Linked DNA regions of Sus scrofa: region 2 is linked to region 1. Evidence: chromatin contacts called from public HiChIP or PLAC-seq data. All regions are on one chromosome and are shown on one strand. The core of a region is the stretch at or near the end of the contact, and the rest is flanking DNA. Distances in the headings are between cores, read along the strand shown.

Region 1 (5,253 bases), core at 738-3,237:
GGCGGAATCTCTTTCCTAATAAGGCATTTACAGGAACAGACTTCTGATAAGGACAAATGAAGAAAAGTAAAATAAAAATGGCCCTTCACTCCACTCCACTACCAGGAGACTGGCCTGCTTTCGGTATGTGGAACAGTATGGCAGCTTAAATGAACAGGTGAGCTCCATGTGTGGATAGAAAAAATGTGTGCAGTGCACAATATACACGCCCTGCCACGTTTGAATGTCATGTAAACAACGAGTCTTTTTAGCAATAAGCACGTCTCATGAGATCCATTCACACTAAAAAACACCTGTTATTTATCTTAAACTCAGATTTACCTGGGCATCATGTATTTTCATTTGCTCATCGGGACAACTCAAAGCACACTCTTAGTAAGTGAAAAAAGCAAGTTGCCAAACCTTATGTTTCTACTGATCACATAACTTTAAACAAAAATTATTCTATATATAAACTTGCTTATGGAAACACACACACTCGTAGATAAAAAGCTCTGATACACAGGATGAGTATCTCTTCGGTATAGGATACAGGAGGGAGCCCTCAATTTTTACTGTACACACTTGTATGTTATTTACATTTTAAACATGGGACAAAGTCGTTTAAAAGATGAAATGAATGTATTATGGGTGAAAATACTTATAAAATAAATGAAAATGCAAAAGGTATATATACAATACATATACCTCATATATAAAAGGTATATATATTTTACATATGCAATTAATTACATCTATATATTTTTTTTCTTTTTAGGGTCACATCCATGGTAAATGGAAGTCCCCATGTTAGGGGTCGAATCAGAGCTGCAGCTTCTGGCCTACACCACAGCCACAGCAACGTCAGGTCCAAGCCAAGCCTGCAATCTACACCTCAGTTCATGGTAACACTGGATCCTTAACCCACCGAGGAAGGCCAGGGATCGAACTCATGTCCTCATGGATACTAGTCACATTCATTTCTGCTGCACCACAATGGGAGCTCCTATCTATATTTTTTAAGACCACTGTGTTAGGACATGAACTAAAAAGTTAACAATAGTTCTGGACACAGTACTCCAGTCACCCACATATGAGATTAATCCACACAAGTGGACTTGTGCTACTGCTTGATTTGTTGACCTCTCATTTATTTATCTATTATTGTTTATTTTTTGGCGGCACCCAAAGTATGCAGAAGTTCGAGAGCCAGGAATTCAATCCATGCCACAGCATCCACCCAAGCCGCTGCAATGACAATCCCAGATCCTTAACCTACTGTGCACACCGGAACTCTGCTGACCCCTCATTCAGATCACTCCAGGTTTACCAAGAGGAAGAGGAAGCCCATGGGGATAAGGGGAACACCTGGGTCAGGTTTTAGGCTGTGAGCTCAAGGATGGGGTCTAGGGTGGCCATACGCATAGGTTTATGTCATGGCAAACCACGAGTCCCAGGGACTGTGGAGCTAAATCTTCTTCCAAGTGGACACCTGCTGCCCCAACACCATTTTAAAGGCTGACACTAACTCTGAAAACTTAAATTGTGTCCTGAAGATATACAGCAATTTTCTGTACATTGGAAACCTCATGGAAAACTTTTAACCTTAGATCATTGCCAATACATTATATGTTTAACCTCTTGTGGGCAGCGCACGGCCACGAACTTGGCCAACTGAGTCTTTGTAAAACTCACGCCCCCACACTTCTCCAAACTCTGTGCGCTCCTCATCCTCCTGGATGACATTCTTTCAGGTTTGGATCCTCCAACCTCCTCCACCTCAAAATAGTCTATCAGACCCACCATTTGTTCTCTTTGATTCTATTTTTAGAGTGGCTTTCCTCTGGACAGAGCCAGAGAGCAGCTGCAAGAGCTGATGTCCATTCAACTGTGACCAAAAAAAAAAAAAAAAAAAAAAACCCACCCCAAATCCCCTTACACAAGCATGGCCACACCAAGGCTGTCCCCAAGCCTCTCCAAATACTGCTCTGAGCCTGAGAGCTCCCGCCACCCAGAGGTAGAAGGTCCCCTCTCCCGAACCAGCTGGTGCTGGGTGGAGGGGGTGTCGCAATAAACATGTGGGTGTGAAAAAGGAAGGAAGACTCACTTGTAGCAATTACTACTAAAAATGACTTCTTAGTAAATCTTACTAAAGGTAAGATTCACGACTTAATAGAAGCGAGGAATGTATTTATGCCAGAGGTCAGGTTGCAGTGAGGAAGGAGTCCAACTGAGTTTCTGCTTTCAGAGAGAACAGGCTGAGACCCAGTAGCAGGTGATGGATCCTACGTATAACACCTAATGTTTTTGCAGGCTGCTCTCTGCCCTCCTTCTACCAAGAACTTTTATGGATTTGCGCTCATCTTTCCCACCACCCTAGAAGTAAGCTGCTGAGAAAACAGACAAGAAGAGGGAGAAGCAAGTGGTTACCAGTAGATTAAGAGGCATTAAAAAATGTGAAATGTGGAGTTCCCATCGTGGCTCAGCGGTTAATGGATCTGATTAGCATCCATGAGGAGTCGGGTTCGATCCCTGGCCTGGCTCAGTGGGTTAAGGGTCCAGCGTTGCGGTGAGCTGTGGTGTAGGTTGCAGATGCAGCTCAGATCCCACATTGCTGTGGCTGTGGTATAGGCCTGGGGCTACAGCTCCGATTTGACCCCTAGCCTGGGAATCTCCATATGCCGAGGATGCAGCACTAAATAGACCAAAAAAAAAAAAAAAAAAAAGTGAAATGTCACTTCCTCATTTCCAAATCATAACCTTTGTCAATGAATCTTAAGCAGCACCCATTAAGTGGAAGCTCAAGCGAAAGGAGGCCCCAGGCTCCATCTGCTGCAGGTTGGCCATTCAACCTGCTCCCCCGCACCAATCCTGCCAGGAGTCAAGTCCACCCCCAGGACCCAAGGCCAGTCTGTGCACTTCCCTCAAATGCCCATAACCAGTAGTGTCACTTTGAGCTTCTGGGGTGAGGGTTAGAAGTGCAGGGCTGGTTCGGAGTTCAAAAGGGAGGGAAGCACCGAAGCTTGCTTCCGAAGAGGCAACTCAAGTCCATGGCAGGCTATTTTTACCCTTGGCTGCCTTAAAGGAATTTTATTCCTTGCAGGAGAGTAACTCAGGCAAGAGAATCTGGTTCACATAATGTGACCTCAAATTGTGTTAAAATACTCTCAGCTGATAAATGGCTTTGGGGAAGAAAGTTGTCAAATCATGAACCCATCCATGTGCCTCCTTGCTGTGGACAGTTTTGTTTAGATCTTGCTTCTCACGGAAACCTGAGGAATACATTGGGGGCAGAGACCCTGCCTCCAGTCCCCCAAAGCACAGGGCAGTGCTGGGACACCCACTGTGAGTTCATACATCTTGGCTGAATTTACCACTAAGTCATACACACAATTCATCCTGGGTGTCCTAATGAGAGAGGGGAATCAAAGAGCCCAGCGTGGACGGTGTGTCCTCTTTCTCCTGGTCGGCAGGCAGACAGTGAGAATTTTTCCTTGCACTCTCCCTTCATGCCTTCCCCTCCCCGGGACAGCCATCTGTTCTGGAATATCACTCTCCATGCAGGGTTACCCCGAGTGAGCCTTTTAGACAGGGTTTGTCATGACCTATAAGTAGCAGTGATCCAAGAGCGAAATTAGAGATGAATTTACTCCTCATCCCTTCCCCCAGGCCCGGCAGGGCTTTACAGAAACACAGTCCTTACTCAGACAGCTGAGCACCCCCAAAATCGTTAGTTACAAGCAAATCCTTAAAACTAGTTTGTATCACCCTTTCAGCCAGTGTGTGGATATCACCTACCCACAAACACAACACGTGTCATCCATGAAGTGTTTGTTGGGCAGCCTCCGTGGAAAGTAATCGTGGGGGCACCAGATGAGTCATTTATGGACTCTTCTTTTTTTCTTTTTATTTGATTATTTTATTATTTTTATTTTTATTTATTTATTTATTTATTTTTGGCCATCCCTGCGGCATATAGAAGCTCCTGGGCCAGGGATCAAACCCACGCCATAGCAGCGACCCAAGCCACTTCAGCGACAACACAAGATCTTCAACCTGCTGTGCCACCACGGAACTTCCAAAACAACATAGGAAATAAAACAGGTGATTATGATACAGGCAGGAAGTGATGAGTTGCCAAAAGAAAGATACATACGCAAGAATATGGGTGTTCTCGCAAGAGACCAGTTCCTGTGTTTGGAAGGAGATGGGAAACGGCTTGAAGGCATGTGAGCTGGGCATGATTTAGCCCTGCAGTCAGGACCCGGCGGGGAGTGGCAGAGGCACACAGGTAAGGAACTGCATGGACGTGCCCGGAAATGGAAATGGTGGGCAAGCGATTTGGATTCTTCAGCATGAGGGTACGCCAAAGATGAGTAAGAGGAGATAAAAGACTCCTGCCAGGGCAGCAACGAAGTAAAATTACAGGTGACAATTGTAGACTCAATCCACGGCAAAATTGTGTGTGCCCAGCAGTGACTTTAGAGCTGCTTTTGCAGAGGTGTGAATCAACGTGTGCCCTCCTGGGAGAGGGATGTGCCAACCGACTTCTGGGTGCTTCCCACGTGCAGCCAGAGGTCAGGGGGCTTCGTGCTGCCTTCTAGAGAGCGGGAGGGTGGAGTGCCACCTGATGGAGCACGTGGACGAGGTCCATGGCAGCCCATGCTGTATACCCTGTGTGACAGGTGAGCAAACTGAGGCATAGAGGGACCACGTGGTCTGAGGCCAGGTAAACTCTCAGAGACCAGAGTTAGGACTTGAGCCCAGGTCTGTTTGACGCCAAAGCTGCTGTTCTCAAATAGTATCAGTCTTTACATCCTGCAGAAATGCTGACGTCTCACTGATAACCTAGGTATGCAGCTGAGCTCTCAGTGGCAGCCACTCCATTCAGCAACCAAACTTGGGTCTGGATTTGGGTTCAGAGTGGTGGAGGGAGTTATTGAAAAATGATAGGCTTGTGCCCAGGTTTCATGAGAAAAAAAGAGAACCCCAAAAGGTGCTGAGTATCGGTAAAAATAACCAGGACTCTAGAGACAAGAAGATGAAAAAAAAAAAAAGGCAACACATGATAATATTTAGCTTTTTACTTTTTGTATGGCCACACTCAGGGCATATGAAAGTTCCAGAGCCAGGGGTTGAATCCAAGCTGTCACTGCATCAATTCAGGATTCTGTAACTCATTGCACTGGGCCGAGTATGGAACCTGTGCCTCTGCAGGGACCCGAGCCACCGCGGTGGAATTCTGAACCCAATGTGCCACAGTGGGAACTCCAA
Region 2 (5,253 bases), core at 837-3,336, 170 kb after region 1:
TAATCCTTGGAATCTTAAGTTGTTTACAGAAGGACCTCCATGTCCTGTTTGGTTATTTTCTCTTTTATTTTGTCTTTTCCTCTCATCCTTAGTATGCAAACAGGAATTTTAGGGTGGGGACAAAAATCCAGAAGTGCTAAAAATAAGTCACCTTGGCTGTAGGTATTTTATTCTTGGCAAAGGATTGTTGTATCACTTTGTTGTTATTGAACAGCTAGGCTATGAACCAGACTCCATTACAGCCCTGGTTTGACTCCTAAAAGATGGAATTGGTTATTTGAACTAGAATTGAAAGTGAGTGAAAATGTATCCATGCAAGGCAGGGATGGGTAGGTAAGCTAAGAGAAAGCTGAGAGGCTAAAGAGCCCTTCTGAGGAGTTCCTGTTGTGGCGCAGTTGTAACCAACCCAGTTAGTGCCCATAAGGATGTGGGTTTGATCCCTGCCCTGCTCTGTGGTTAAGGATCCGGCGTTGCCATGAGCTGTGGTGTAGGTCTCAGATGTGGCTCGGATCTGGTGTTGCTGTTGCTGTGACTGCAGCTCTGATTCATCCCCTAGCCTGGGAACTTCGTATGCCGTGGGTGTAGTCCTAAAGACAAAAAAAAAAAAAAAAAAAAGTACATCCCACAAAAACAGCCCTTTTGAGCCCCTGATACAGAAAGATCTGGAGTGCCTCTAGGGGTGGATTCAGAAAGCCTTATATTTGAGTTTGTAAACTGTTCAGGGGATTCTGAGCCTTCTAATTGAACTTAGATTTTATTCAAAAGTAGTTTGTTTCTCTTTCTCGTGTGGTAAATATTCTGATATTTTCTGTTTCAGTTGCTTAATGAGATCATGGGTGATTATGTTTTCAATACAGAGACTTTGGTTTGTTAGCATTTCAAATGTCACCCATTTGGCTGAGATTGAGCTTTGTGTTCCCTTGTGCTACCCAAGCTTTCAACTTCTGGGCTAATAAGCATGATTCTGAAATCCAAGGGTTTCAATTCTTTCAAAACTAGGAAACTAACAAAAACGATTACAGTTTAGTTATATGCTTGGTACCAAAGTTGTTGCTCATTTTGATGTAGATAAATGGTGGAAACCCTGTCAGCAAGGGAAGATCTCTTCGTCTTTCTTTCTGGAAGCATGTTTATCTGGTTAAGAAGATCACTTCACCTATAATAGACGATGCCAGGCAGGTGTGTTGGAGCTAGTGATCTGAGGAGGAAGAGGCCTTCCACCTGGGAGAGCTCAGGATGCTACAGAGAGCAAACACGGTCTGGTTCATAGCCCTAGTCCTCAGTTTAAATCTGTAGCTGTAACTGTTACAGCTCAGCTTCTGTGATATAATGTCAGACCCACTGCATAAAATGGAGTCATATTAGTCTGAGAGGTTTTCAGCCAGTATTATAACCTTTCCCTGCCTCATAGCTTACAACAAATTTTTGTTTTGTTTGTTTTTGCTTTTTAGGGCCATAACAGTGGCATATTGAAGTTCCCAGGCTAGGGGTCAAATTGGAGCTACAGCTGCCGGCCTACACCACAGCCACAGCAATGCCAGATCCAAGCCTTGTCTGTAAGCTACACCACAGCTCACGGCAACGCAGGATCCTTAACCCACTGAGCAAGGCCAGGGATGCTAGTCTGATTCGTTTCCGCTGAGCCATGATGGGAATTCCCAACAGTTTTTTTTTTGGTTTTTTTTTTCCCCCAAGAAAGCTTATCACTAACCAAGACTGGCATGCCCTGTGGTTCTAGCAGCAAGGTGTGTAGGCCTTGAGGTCAGGCAGTGCTGGGATCCAGTCCCTGCTCTGACACTTTCAGCACTGGGCAGTTTACTTTGCCTCTCTGATCCTCTTTGCCCATCTGTGAAGTGGGTGCTCATGCCTTGTGTGCTGAAGTTGAAGGTTTGGATCCATAGGTGCAAAGTTCATGGTGTACCACTTTTCGTTATGCTTGTTTCAAGGTAAATTTGTTTCTCACACTTAGAATATTTTCAGATATCCATCCAGAGACTTACCACAGTTTCCTGTTCCTTCAGGTTTTAGCTGTTCAGGAGCACTTGCTCTTAGATGTTATCTAGAAACCTGTACTTCATGTTGGGAATAGGTAGTTTCAGGCTCTGCAGCCTACAGCTTTCAGGCATTTGACACTGAGTGACTGTACAGGTGCATATCTCCTATTTCTGGTTTATGTGCAGAAATCAGGCCATACTACCCGTTTTTTGAACTAAAAAATTCTAATAGAGAACCAAGAATGGGAACTAGAACTCATCAGTCAGACAGCTATCTTGGTCAGTTCACGCTGCTAGGTGGCTTAACAGACCACCAGCTAGGTGGCTTAACAGACATTTATTTCTTACAGTCCTGGAGGCTGGCAAGTCTAGGATCAAAAGTGCTGGCAGATTTGGTACCAGGCGAAGGCCCTCTTCCTGGCTTAGAAGCAGCTGCCTTCTCACCATGTCCTCACATTGCTGGAGAGAGATCATCTTTCTCACCTCTTCTTAAAAGGCCACAGATCCCGTCTCGAGAGCTCCACTCTGCTGACCTAATCTCCCCACCCCATCCCCAAGCCTCACTTCTAAATATCCTCACCTTGGAGATGAAGGGCTTCAACCTGTGATTGGGGTGAGAGGCACTAGCATTCAGTCCATAGCCATGACTGATAAAATTTAATCCAAAGTTTAGTTTCTGTTGTCATTTAAACCTGCCAGGCTCTTTTCTTGTGCTTATTAACATTTTTTACCCCTTTGTATTTCTTAGTCGAAGGGCAAAATAGTCTCTTAAGTGGTACTGTTAACTACGATGGGGTTGGCCAACGTGGCTGCCTTCCTAGACCCGAGAGGGTGGATACCAGTAAATAAGGTAACGGGGAGTCGCTACAGAGCAGGCCCCCCTTAGCAGCCTCAGGCCCTCTGGACCCAGGTCTCGGCTTTGTTTGGTTTCCCAGGCTGGGATCTGGATTTACATGTGATAGGTCTGTTGTTTGCCTTTTTTTTTTTTTTTTTTTTTTCTTTTTTTTGTCTTTTTGTCTTTTCTAGGGCCCCACCCAGGGCATATGGAGGTTCCCAGGCCAGGGTCCAATCGGAGCTATAGCCACCGGCCTACACCGCAGCCACAGCAATGCGGGATCCAAGCTGCGTCTGCAACCTACACCACAGCTCATGGCAACGCTGGATCCTCAACCCACTGAGCAAGGCCAGGGATCGAACCTGGAACCCATGGTTCCCAGTCGGATTCGTTAACCACTGAGCCATGACGGGAACTCCTTTTTTTTTTTTTTTTTTAATACTGTGTTAAGCTGAAAAACTGCTGCTGCTAGTCTGCCTCATGGCCCAGGTTTGCCATCTCTTCTCACAGGGTCTTCTCAAGTGTTGAATGACCCAGTTCCAGCCTTTTCCCTGACACATGGATAATGTGTATCTTATTTTCACCCTAAGTGGTGATTCACAGTTTTCACTATTTACACCAACTATGGTGATTTTGAAAGCATGCGACTTCATTTTTAAGTTTTTTTTGTCTTTTGTCTTTTTAGGGCCGCACCTGAGGCGTGTGGCGGTTCCCAGGCTAGGGGTCCAGTTGGAGCTGTAGCCCCTGGCCTGCGCCAGGGCCACAACTCATGGCAACACCGGATCCTTAACCCACTGAGTCAGGCCAGGGAACCCGCATCCTCATGGATGCTAGTTGGGTCTGTTAACCGCTGAGCCATGACGGGAACCCCTAAAGCCTGCGACTTTAGGGAAAACAAAAGCAGGTTCTGTTTGTACTCTGCCTAGAGAAGTCTTACTTTGGCATTTCACTCTTGATTTTTATCAGCATTCCACCAGGTATTGTTATAGATGCACTAGTGCACCTTGCATTGTAAGCTTTATATGAGTTCAGAATGGGGAAGTTGTTTAGATTATTTTTGAAAAACCAAAACGAAGTTGTTGAACTCCTAAACCAGATTCTCCGTGTTGGTGTCTTTGATTATGATTTAACAGCCCAATGGTAGGCTTATGGTGGGATGATTACATAACCTACCAATGAGGAAGGAGGATAATCTACCTGGATTGGAACACCCAGGTAACCACTTTCTTAGACTTAGAGTAAGCCCACTGAGGACATATATTGTAAAATTTGACGGCTTCATGCAACTGAAATTTACTAAATTTTAGCTTTGAAATAACTTCTCTCTTGAAGTACACTTTGTCAAAAAGGTCAACCTTTCTGTAAGGTTTTTTTTTTTTTTTTCCCTTATTTAAAGTTTTTAAAAAACTATAGTTGATTGACAGTGTTCTGTCAATTTCTGCTGTAAAGCAAAGTGACCCAGTTATTTATATTTATATATACACACACACACACGCACATTCTTTTTCTCATATTACCTTCTATCATGTTCTGTCACGAGAGATTAGATGTAGGTCCCTGTGCTGTACAGCAGGACCTCATTGCTTATCCCTCCTAAATGTAATAGTTTGCATCTACGAACCCCAGACCCCCAGTCTATCCCACTTCCTCTCCCTCGGTAACCACAAGTCTGTTCTCTATGTCCATGAGTTTGTTTCTCTTCTGTAGATAGGTTCACTTGTGCCATATTTTAGTGCCACATATAAGTGAAATCATGTGGTATTTGTCTTTCCTGTTGTGATTTCACTTAGTATGACAATCTCTGGTTCCATCCATGTTGCTGCAAATGGCATTGTTTTGTTCTTTTTTATGGCTGAGTAGCATTCCATTGTGTATATATACCATATCTTCCTAATCCATTCACGTGTTGATGGACATTTAGGTTGCTTCCATATTTTGGCTATTGTGAACATACAGGTGCATATATCTCTTTGAATGAAAGTTTTTTTCCAGATGTGTGCCCAGGAGTGGGATTGCTGGGTCATATGGTAGTTCTATATTTAGTTTTCTGAGGTACCTCCATCCTGTTTTCCATAGTGGTTGTACCAACTTATATTCCCACCAACCATGTAGGAGGATTCCCTTTTCTCCACACCCTCTCCAGTGTTTTTTGTAGACTTAACTAATTATACCCATTCTGACCAGTGTGAGGTGGTACTTTATTGTAGTTTTGATTTGCATTTCTATAATAATTAGTGATGTTGAGCATTTTTTTCATGTGCCTATTAGCCATTGTATGTCTTCTTTGGAAAAATGTGTATTTAGGTCGTCTGCCCATTTTTCATTAGGGTTGTTTGGTTTTTTTGCTGTTCAGTTGTATGAGTTGTTTATTTTGGAGATTAATCCCTTGTTGGTTGCATCGTTTGCAACTATTTTCTCCCATTC

What was found. HiChIP or PLAC-seq counts read pairs in DNA pulled down with a chosen protein or histone mark.
Region 2: an H3K27ac HiChIP or PLAC-seq map of skeletal muscle shows a contact between it and region 1. The contact joins two enhancer-like sites. A contact is called at or near these places in 5 of 47 Hi-C or Micro-C datasets (embryonic fibroblasts, fetal heart ventricle, fetal skeletal muscle and 1 more) and 1 of 2 datasets of contacts at active chromatin or transcription factors (skeletal muscle).

The regions. Positions count from the first base shown.
Region 1 is chr7:27,058,429-27,063,681 of Sscrofa11.1, forward strand. No RefSeq gene overlaps it. Among named protein-coding and RNA genes, the nearest start is that of KLHL31, 27 kb to the right of the region's middle. Within about 2 kb of position 1,988, at least 5 of the 83 cell types and tissues checked have an H3K27ac peak or open chromatin away from gene starts, as enhancers often do. A contact at or near this core is called in skeletal muscle, where this site is marked.
Region 2 is chr7:27,227,450-27,232,702 of Sscrofa11.1, forward strand. The region is part of intron 1 of GCLC (glutamate--cysteine ligase catalytic subunit); the gene reads left to right. Among named protein-coding and RNA genes, the nearest start is that of GCLC, 21 kb to the left of the region's middle. Within about 2 kb of position 2,087, at least 2 of the 83 cell types and tissues checked have an H3K27ac peak or open chromatin away from gene starts, as enhancers often do. A contact at or near this core is called in skeletal muscle, where this site is marked.